Regions from separate parts of the Mus musculus genome. Here region 1 is linked to region 2. The links are chromatin contacts, called in public Hi-C maps. All regions are on one chromosome and are shown on one strand. The core of a region is the stretch at or near the end of the contact, and the rest is flanking DNA. Distances in the headings are between cores, read along the strand shown.

Region 1 (5,505 bases), core at 572-3,071, 1.4 Mb after region 2:
TCTTTCTTTATAGAGTGCAGTCATTGAACTCATGGGCACACTGTGATCATACCGAAAGAGGGAACTGTGTCCTTCACTCATTCATTTGGAGAACAATCCTAAGTACTAATCGTCTGCCAAGTTCTTAAAGGTCCTACAGACCAGGGTGAATAAGACCTCAAAGGTCCTTCTTTCAGCAAATGCAGATTCTCCAAGCTGCTAGACCTACCACCAATATAGCAGCAGGATGGTTTTCCCACCCTCCCCAGCAGAAAACACTAGGTGCATAGAAAATGGGGTGTCATTAAGGAAGAAGGCTGACCCCCCCCCCCACACACACACTGCTACCACCTCTTTAGTCAGCACAACCTTGCTGCTTATGCTCCTGACCTTCCTTCAGTTCTACCAGGATGAAAATAGAAATTAGCAGTTAAGGCCCCTGGGCCTGCTGCACATGAGATAAAAGCAGAGGAGGCTGCTAGCAGTCCTGATACAACAAGCAGAGACTGCTGGAAGCCTCTAGCTATCCAGTTCTCAGACACTGCACAACTGCCAAATCTGTAATCTCACCTGCTGCCTGGCAATACTAAGCTGGCAGTTACTCAAAAAGGACCCTTTCCAACCACATTGTGTCACAGCTAAGAGCCCTGAATCCTCGACAAAGACAGTGAAGAATTGAGATACAGAGGGCCAGGAGGGTGAGGAAATGCAAAGTGGCTTCAGGGACCTAGGGCATGGGGCAGATCTTATGGTGGGAAGAAGGCTGGAAGAGGTGGTCAGGTCCTCCTGATGCCTTGTCTTAGGAATGTGCTCATAGAATAGTGGCATCTGTTTCATACTCCATATCTCTTTTCCTTCTATCTTTTCTACTCATTCCCTAGAGTGAAGATTTAGTATCTAAGGCCCAGTGACACTTATAATAAAAAGTAAAATTCTCTTGGTACTTTCTAGCTAGTCTAGGGAATGTTACAAGAGACAAGCAAGGCCAATGCCTGTCAGACAGGCCTCAACACAATAAACAAAATAGAGAGTCTCCTGCCTTGCACAGGCTCACAACTCACTCTCCTCTCCCATACCATCTCCCCAGACTGAGCTGCCTCCTCCCTGCCTCTGTCCCTAGGAACACAGAGAAGGCAGTAAGAAGCTTCTTTGAGACTCAGTCAAGGTCATCATTTTGACACGCTTGGTCTCCATTTTGACATCCACGCATAAAGAAGTGTGGTCCCCACCAAACAGGACCAAAGTTCCTGAATGTATGGGAGAGAAAGGGACAAGCTCTTTATGCAGGCACATGAAGGCCTTGAGCCAAGCTGCCTCTCCTCATCCTCTCCTACTCAGACCTTTCCCCATGACACACTGGAATCTGTATTATATCTATTTTTAAGAAAGTACAATGCTGGTTGTCTGGTTTTGTTGTTTTTACAGGTGTTATGAAATAATAAGAAAATGAAGTATTTAAAATGTTCCAATAAAGCGGGGTTTTGTTATCTAATATATTATCATGTACCTATTGTAAATATGAAACTCCTATTTTGCAAGCCAAGGACACAATTTGTACTGTTGTTATATATAAATAAAGATTACTGGATTAAAAAAAAATCTTAAATCTTCATATAAGCACAGTTATTTGGCCACATGGGTATAGAATAATTTTGGGGTCTATACAAGAAGCAGATAGTCAGAAAGAGCAACTGAGTTGCTGTGAATGAATCTGAGAAAACTGTGGAGCCAGAGCTTATTCATGTCTAGCCATCTTCATCACACACGTGCATACACTGCCTGCTCCAGGCATGTCAGTGGATGAACACTGCCCTCTAGCCCCAGGACTTCAGAATACAGCTTGCCTCTGGGGAGGCTATAGGCTCCTTTCCAGAGTGAGTTCTTAGACTAGTGTCACCTCTCTCCCCAGGACCAGCCCTTCCAAAAACAACACTCACTCATGGATTAAGTGCTAGGATGAAATGTGAATGAGAGAAGCCTGGCCCTTGCTCCTACTGCTTAGGATGATTCTGAGGGAGACTTTCCGTTAAGCATTGAGATAGATAGTGGTGTTCATATTTGCTTCAGAAATTAAAAGTGAATAAAGTGAAAGATGCCAGATGGTGAGTACTTTTAGATCCAGCCCAGGGGAGGAATATGAAGACAGCCCCTGATTGGGGAGTTGTGAACAGAAAAAAAAAATGGATCTTAGAAGCAGGAGAACTTCCACTGTTCTGTAATGAGCCTGAAGAGAAGAAATCTTCAAACTCCCTCTAAACTGAGGGTGATATGACCCTCCCTTTACCCTTATTTTCCTGTTTTTATCCTGCAGTTCGGTGATGTGTGACATTTTCACTCTCTTACTGGTGAGATACATTAGATGAGAATGACTCAAGAACCTGTCCCAGCCAAGTGTACTCAGGAGTTTCTCATCCTTTTCTATTAGAAAACAGGACCAGAAGGACTTTCTGAGAAGCAGGGTATCCCTGACTTTGAACATCCAACACACATAAAGAACCCTAGTACTCATTAAACAGAATTTTGGAAACGAGAGCATTTTAGTATATAGATATTCATATATATATATATATATATATATATATATATATATACATACACACACACACACACACACACACACACATATATATATATATATATATATATATATATATATATATATATATATACACACGCATACATACATACAGCCAGGGAGTACTGGGATTTTAGGTATATACCACCTCAACAGGCTCAAAGAAATAATTCTTGAGATTTTCTACCCAGTACTCAGCAACTGGTAGTGCTTTTTATGTATTTGTATTCCTGTGCATTCATCTCTCACTCCCCCTCTCCTCCCCTGAAATGAAAGGACAGTACAGTGCCGAGGCCTGAGTGGAAACAGTGTGCACTGTGTTCAATACCATAGCTTGTCTGAAGGGCATATCCCCATTTTGTCATCCTCTGCTGTCCACCATGTCTATGAAGGTGTGACACACAATACAGTAGCCCTGGTGAGCTAACACCGGCTTCTGTTACTGCCTGCTCATGGACTGACCTTGCACCTAAACCCAGGTCTCAATGGCTAGAACTCATTTTCAGCTGTAGTTATAGTTTTTTTCAGAGTGATTTTAATGTGTCCAAAGCTAGTGGAGTTCCGTGAAGTCAGTTTGTCCAGTTGCCCTTAAAGGGCCTATTTCAGGACAGTTTCTCGTTCAAGGATGTCAGGCATAAAGGCAGGTTCTGTAAAAAGACTTCCTACTCATAAATTTAAATCATTCATAGTCAGCATTAAAATGGTGTTTACAATGAAGATAATTGAAGGCTCAGCAAGAAATAACAATCCTAAAACATTTAATATTACTTAGTATTTAACACTTCACAGCTGCAAAACTCTAGCCTCAGTACCCCAAGATGACACAGTTCCTTCTCATCTGTGTCAAAAGCATCCTGAAAAAAAGACAAAGTAAACCAAAACAAAAACTAAAGTCAGGTCAGAGCTGGTGTGCCTCAATCCCTAGCATGGGCTCTGTCTTCTTCAAAGAAAGATTCTAAGAACAGCCATTTGTACTATTCTATTTCCCATATCACCTAAACCCAGGTCTCTTAAAGCAAATTGTCTTACAATATTTACAGCTTTGTGAGTATTTCAGAAGACAGATAAAACCACAAACAACTGCAGGATCAAACTCTCCAGGAGGAAAGGGCAATTTCTAGGCTGAATTCTTTTCCTGGAGCTAGTTCCTTCAAGTGTCCAGTTTAATGACTACATAAATTATATCTGTCATTTTCTGAGTACTTCACTTACTTTTCAAGTTTGTAAATCTGTGCACCAACAATTCTAGATCTCTAGAAGATCTAAGAGAGAATAGCTATCTCAAAGCTATTAAAATGCATCATGGATTTTAAATGTAATGAAAAGCTTGCCTAAAATTGCCTCCATTCTTTTAATAGATTTGGTAATTTTTTAAGACTGTAATATTATTTTTTAAAACACTGGAACCTGTAAGATAATTCATCAAGTTAAAAAACAAAACAAAACAACCAAAAAAAAAAAAAAACCAAAAACCAAACCAAACCACTTGCCACACAAGCCTCTTTTTTCTGATCTTCGTGTGTGACTTGGCACACATGTGTTTATATACACATGTCATATACATACATACCAACAAAACAAAAATAAATAATAATAATTTTTTTAGAGTAAGACATAGCTTTTTATTGGTCTAACCTGGTCTAATCCACATGCCTAGTGACAGACTTGGCCAGTTTTCTCCATCTGTCTCCAGTCTTCCCTTTGTTGAGAGCTCCTGGTTTGACCCAGGAAAGAAGATTATCATGGGCAAGGATGGCAGACATTCAGTTGGGACCTGAAGGGGTTCAGTGTGATAGAGATATGTGGCTGCTGGGCAGAGGGAGGATAGTGCCCTGCACAGCTCCTGCTTGGACAGAATGGGAGGGGTCAGAAGGGAAGAACTTTCCCAGCAGCTCCCACTGTACCCTTCTTGCCATCAGCATCTCTCCCTCAGCTTCCTTAACGTTTCACTCCAGTTAGACCTTTTTCTGCTCCATATCTTTAATTTTTTTCTGCTATTTTCTGTTTGTCTAACAGTTGGTTGTTAATTACTTCCTTGGACTGTAGAATAAACATTCTTCCTACACCTTCATACGTTAGTCTCATCTACCAGTGTCATAATCTCCATGTCCATAAATTGTGCATGCTTTTTCTTTCTGTTTAGCTGTTCAATCTGTATGTCTGCAAGTTTCACCTTCTGTTGAGTATCAATAGCTTTGGCTTGAACCTCTGTGAAGGTCTTCTTCAACTCCAGATTCACAGAGGGTGCCATATTGGAGCACTCTATATGCCTGTACTAGAGGCTAACCAGAAAAGGTAATAATAATAATAATAATAATAATAATAATAATAATAATAAATTTTAAAGAAAATACTCCCCTCCCCATGAGAAAATTCTTCACTTTTGGTCTGCTCGTGCCCACTCAATACAGCTCCTAATATTTCTTTCAACTAAACTATGGATTGTCACCCTTATTGAATGCCATGTATAGTCCATTAAAATCTGAATGGGGAGGATTATGTTAATAAAGTTATATGAATATACAACAACTTCAAGTGGAGAAAAGGAACTGTAACCAGTTCGCAGTGATTACACAAGAAGAAAATTATGTGCACAATTTGTTTACCAAAATGACAGATTAGATTATAATCAGTAGTATTCAATAAATGTGGAATATTTTTTAAATTCTGGCTTTTTTGTGATCTCAGTCACAGTCTTGAACAGTAAGTAACCTACTCCATAGAATTCTTTATTATACAGTATGCTTTCCCCTCCCTTCTCCTGACCAGGCCTTTACTTCTGTTTTCTATCCTTACTGTATATGCAAGCATTCTTCAGCACACACTCAGCCATGGAACTCAGCAGGATGGACACTGTAAAGTAGCCAGGGAAAAGGAAGAGATGAAAGTGTGGTGTTTTGAATATGCTTGGCTCAGAGAGTGGCACTATTAGGAGGTGTGGTGTTGTTGGA
Region 2 (5,436 bases), core at 1,443-3,942:
AAGCCAAAGAAACTCTTTGCTCCCCAAATTGCTTTTGGTGAGAAGTTTATCACAACAATAGAGAAACAAACTAGGGCATCTCTGACCACTTCTAGCTGGGGACTAAGGCTTCGTTCGATGCACATTTAGTCTGCAGCTGGTAGCACTGTTTTAAGAGTTTCTTTTAAGAAGTGGGTTTTAGCAAGAGGAAGTGGGTTGCTGTATGGTGGGCCTGAGTTCTCTCTCTTTCTCTTTCCCTCTTTCCCTCCCTTTTTGCTTCCCCCCAAACTGCTAAGATGTAAAGTGTTCCAGTGGCATTCCTTTGCCACTGCTGTGAGCCATATACTATCCATCAGGCCTCTTGTCAGGGTGAGAAGAGTAACCAGTATATGTGACCTCAGTGAGACATGACCTCCTGTCTTCAGTTCCAGCCTCCTTCACACTCCAGAGTGGTGTCTGCTCTGTGAGTCCCCAAGCCTTTGTAGTACTGTCGGTATAGACTGCCTCACTTATGAGGTATCTCTACTGCTGGCTTCGGGTTAACATTTTGTTTGCTTAGTCATTAAGGTACGACTCTGTTTTGCAGCTTCTAACATTTTGTTGCTTGTATCATTTTGTTTCTATGCTTTTGAGAACCTGTGCTTTGAAAATCCCTTTGCAGTAATATTAACAAGGCTGCGAGAACAAGCAAAAGTAACTGCATGTTTGATCACTCCTTATTTAGAATTCTTTATTCTCTTCCTTTGGATTAAAACCACCCAGGATAGTCTAATCATAGCAGGCTTTAGTCATCTCTCTACCATCTGCACTTTCAGAGCCTTCTCTGAAGATAGATTGTGTGTGTGTGTGTGTGCACATGCATATATTTGAGACCGTGCAGACATATGCATGTACGAGCATGCCTGCAGACCCTAAAGCTACGGTTTTGCTGGATTCCCTGAGAATGTATTGCAGCATAGCAAATGGGTATCACATGTGACATATTGTAATATATGCACGGAGGTATAAAGCATACCCATGGCTTTGGCCTTAGTTCATTCCACAGAGCAAGAGGAAATTTTAACCTATAGAATCACATAGTGTAGAATTCGACAGCTTTTCAGTTGCATCAGGGTTGAGTGTTATAGGATTGGATTGGTGCAGTGGGGGACATTCAGGTTTAAAGTACACTAACTTGAAGCCTTTTGTTGCCTATCATTTCATCTTTCTCAGCCTCCATTTTCACACCTATAAGGTGGGGTGGGTGGCCTCCTGGTAGACCCCAGTGTAACCTCTTACACCATAGAATAAAGAGGTTACAGAATAAAGACTATCAAAGGTGGCTCTGAGGTTAAGAGCAGTAGCTGCTCTCCCAGAGGCCCAAAGTTTAGTTCCCAGCATCCACAATGAGTGACTTAAAGCTGTTTATAACTCCAACTTTACCCGTTGCCTTTGGCCTCCTCAGATACCTGTGATTACATGTACACACACACACACACACACACACACACACACACATGGACGGATGACAGAGGTCATCCTGGGTGTGATTCTTCAAGAGCCCTACATTGGTTTTTTTTGAGACAAGGTCTCTCACTGAACCTGGTACTCACAAATAAGGCTAAGCTAGCTGTCCAGTGAGCCCTAGGGATCCTCTTGTTGCCCCACCCCAGTGCTGGGACCATAGGCCCACCATAATTGTTGGTCTACCTCAGTGCTGGGACCATAGGCCCACCACAACTGTTGGCCCAACCCAGTGCTGGGACCATAGCCCATCATAAGTCCTGTACTGTTTAGTTTTGTCAACTTACACAAACCTAGTCATATCTGGGGAGAGGAACTGCAACTGAGAAAACACCTCCATTGAATTGGCCTATGGGTACATCTGTAGAGCATTTTCCTGATTAATGATTGATGTGGGAAGGCCCAGCCCACTGTGGGTGGTACCATCCCTAGGCAGGTGGTTCTGGACTGTATAAGAAAGGTAAGATAACTGTGGGCCTAAGAACAGCCGCTAAGCAGCACTCCCACATAGTTCCTGCCCCTGCTCCTGCTTGAGTTCCTGCCCTGACTTCCTTCAATAATAGTCTGAGGTAAGGATGTATAAGCCAAACAAACCCCTTCCCCCAGGCTACTTTGGGCCGTGGTGGTTATCACAGCAATAGAAGGCAGACTAGGATAATGTTCAACTTTTACCTGGGTGTGAGACCAAACCCAGGCCTTCATGCTTGTGTGACTTTATTGATTTTTACATGCTTTATTGGCAGTCCTGACTGAACAGCCCTTTAATGTCTTAATTTCCTCACTGCTGAGAGGAGGGACCTTGAGCATGTTGACATTTTCAGGTTGGTCCTGCAGAACAATACACGGAATCAGAATTGCTGCTTGGTAAGATGTAGATCCCCAGCGCTCCCTACTCCAGTCAGAGTCTCTGGCAGGGAAGGAACTCCAGTCTGTGCTGTAATGGCTTCCTGGGACTATGCCAGTGCCTTCCTTATCTAGCATTGTGCTGTCAAGTGGCTCTCCAGACAGACTGAAGTGCCAGTTAGCTGGTCAGTGGAGATGGCTGCCAGTGCCTGGGGTAGGAGTTGGGAGTCCTGGGATGATGATGGAAGAGTTTGTGGGATTCCATCAGGCCAGTGAGGTTGAAAGTTGGGCTTCCTTAGTCATGACAGGAGATACAAATCTGCCGGAAAAATCCATTTCCTCTTATGTCCACAAGGGGTCAGTAAAACATCAGGTCTGTCTTTGTTTAAATTTCAGAACAAAAGAATTTTGGCAATGCAGGACAGGCCAGATAAGCCTTATTTATGGCTAGCTTCCCAGCTTCTGAGCGCCTCTAAGAATCACTCTTTTCGGAGGGAAGTGCATTAGCCCACAGGCCTGAAAACTTACTTTCAACCTTTTCTAAAATAACTGTCCTGGGGGCTCCGGAAGTCACTTTAAGATAGAGAAAATTCCGAGCCTTGTATTTCCTGAGGGTGTCTCTTTAGAGTCGTTCAGGATGGCTGGGCAGCTGCTGGAGGGCCTGTAGCAGAGTTGTTAGGCAGAATAGTTGGGCAGCCACCTGAGGACCTAGGGCAGGATTACTAGCCCAGTTTTGGAGGCTCTAAGAGGCTACAATACCTCACTGAAGATGCAAAGTATTGGAACTGAGTCAGACACCATCTGCTACCTCTTTGTCCAGGGCCATCTTCATAAAACCCTGGTTGTCTTTTATTATCACCTTGTCTGAGTTCAGAAGTTTTTTGTTTTTTTGGTTTTTTCTTTCTTTTTTTTTTCTCTTGCTCAGTTTTCCTTCATTTAGAAGCACAGCCACAGGGTGAACATGGAAGGGCCTGATGTACCATTCCCTTCCTGGGCTTTTGTGCCTCCCTGACATAAGATCTGAGAGCTATCCACAGTGACTGATGCACCCCAGGTGATCGCCTAGGGGCGTAGAGCTTTGAAGGTCCTTCCTCCTGTCCCCACGCCCTCCTTCCCTCCTGTATGCTGGTGGCTAAGGACAGATGAGCTACAAATCTGTAAAGTGCCAGGTCACAGAATTCTGTAAGCGCCAGACACTTGACTCCAAGAGCTCGTAACGATCAACACTGGTAAACTCATCAATTAATTAATCAGCTTGTTTGCCAGACCTCACAAGAGGAACTCTGACACACTGGGCATTTTCCTGGGCATGGGTGTTTCATAGCCGAATATGATGTGGGCTTTGCTACGAAGGAAATATGTTTCAAGCAGAGTTTCAAGCAGAGAATGTCAAAGATAAAATCAATGGCCCTGGTGCACCATGGAGAGGGTTGTAGTGGGAAGATAAAGGAACATGACATGAAGCCTCTCCCACCTGGTGGGGGAAGAGCTGACAAATGACATTTCCTAAGCATCCATGAGAGAATCCATGTGGGGTTAGTGAGGGGTGGTTTGAAAGACAAAGTTAGGAAACCTCTCTGTACATACACCTGGGCCACATTCCCTCACAGAGCCCCTGTAGCTAAGCAACGTGGTGGCCCACCCCTATTCGACAGGATGATGTGTGTGTGTGTGTGTGTGTGTGTGTGTGTGTGTGTGTGTGCAGGCTCCTTGAGAAGGACTGAATGAAGCAAGCCTTCCTGCTCCCTCGGTCTCTGACTGCTTGTCTCTGCCCCAAGGGTCCTGGAGGTTGGGAGTGAGTCCTGAACATCAGTTCCCTGGCATCCACTCAGAGCCCAGCTTGCTAGGATTCTGGAAGACCAGGTCTAGATGGGTGCAGGTCTCTTTGGCAGAACGTGTGCTGGGAGATGACTTACAGTTTCTTATACCAGGAAAACTCCTTCCTTTTTCTCTTTTTTTTCTTACTGGGAAGCAATTTATCTAGATTTTCCCAAGCCCATTCTAGAATTAAAATGGAAACTCTAGAGTCCTTAGGATGCCCTCCCTCTGGGCCAGCTGGGTGGCTAAGGTATTCTTTGGTTCTTCCCCTCTTTAACATGTTTCTGGTACACACTGCATCTGTCGTTTCTCTTTGCTGGGAGCAGAGGTGGTTTTGATTAGGATGAGGGCAAAGCTTTGCTCCATAGGCCTGCTTTGCAGTACCCAACTCTATTACACTCTTCTTTGGGGAATTTCTGCTCACACCCCCTGTGGCTTTGAGCTCTCTGTAGTGGATGATTCATCCTGGTATAAGAACCATTGAAATCTCTCTCCCCCTTCTTCCTCCCCTCCTGCTCCCCTCCCCCCACCCATCATGATTTCTGCAGACACACTGACTACCCTCTGCCTGATAAGGGCTGCCTTAACACAGCCTCACAGCTTGGTGGCTTAAATAAGAATATAGTCTCTCACGGCTGGTGTCTAAATCAAGGCATCCATGAGGCACCTCCCAGAGCCTCTGGTGAAATACCAACTCTGCTGCTGCCATCAAGGCCTTCCCCCTGGCCATCTCTTCTTTCTATATGGACAACTGCCAGAAAAAAAGATGGTTTTTCTAACTTACTCTAACATGACCTCGCCTTAGCTGATCTCATCAGCAATGACCCAGTTTCCACACAAGGCCATGTTCTTTCTGAGGTATCTGACTTTGATGCCAACGTTGGGGACCACTCATAACAAGCAGCATCCTTTTTTTTTTCTCCTGGAGTTTAGAACCCAGAGCTTTGCACTGCTTTGAGTAGAGGATGGTTGCATACTCTGTTCCTGAGTCCTCTGACCACTTACTGGTCTTTTAAGAAAGCTCTTTTTCTTATCTCTTAACAAGTTATTTAAATATCTCTGTTCTTGTTTGCTTTCTCGGATTTAATCATTTTAATTTATTTTTCCATGCCTCACCCCTTTCAAAATCCTGGGAACCTCACCCACCCTGCCTCTGGTCAGGAAGTCTTTTCTCCGAAGCTCCCAGGGCTTGGCCAACCTTTATTTCAGCCTTGCCTGGGAGTCTCTCACCACCTTTCCATGCTCTGCCCTGGAGATCTGTGCAAGGGCTGGGAGGGGAGGGGTGTGGTGAGG

The links. A called contact is a pair of places that touch in the nucleus more often than the background predicts.
Region 1: a Hi-C map of stem cell-derived neural stem cells shows a contact between it and region 2, with 2.2 times the contacts expected there. The contact joins two enhancer-like sites. A contact is called at or near these places in 2 of 39 promoter capture datasets (cranial neural crest and hippocampal neurons) and 17 of 484 Hi-C or Micro-C datasets (the G1E-ER4 cell line, cerebellar granule neurons, cerebellum and 10 more).

Annotation. Positions count from the first base shown.
Region 1 is chr1:194,815,285-194,820,789 of GRCm38.p6, forward strand. Plxna2 (plexin A2) reads left to right here. Exons shown (of 32, transcript NM_008882.2): 32 at 1-1,585. Among named protein-coding and RNA genes, the nearest start is that of Mir3962, 4.0 kb to the right of the region's middle. Within about 2 kb of position 1,822, at least 110 of the 459 cell types and tissues checked have an H3K27ac peak or open chromatin away from gene starts, as enhancers often do. A contact at or near this core is called in stem cell-derived neural stem cells, where this site is marked.
Region 2 is chr1:193,447,044-193,452,479 of GRCm38.p6, forward strand. No RefSeq gene overlaps it. Among named protein-coding and RNA genes, the nearest start is that of Gm31753, 29 kb to the right of the region's middle. RefSeq lists an enhancer at 2,286-3,142. Within about 2 kb of position 2,693, at least 113 of the 459 cell types and tissues checked have an H3K27ac peak or open chromatin away from gene starts, as enhancers often do. A contact at or near this core is called in stem cell-derived neural stem cells, where this site is marked.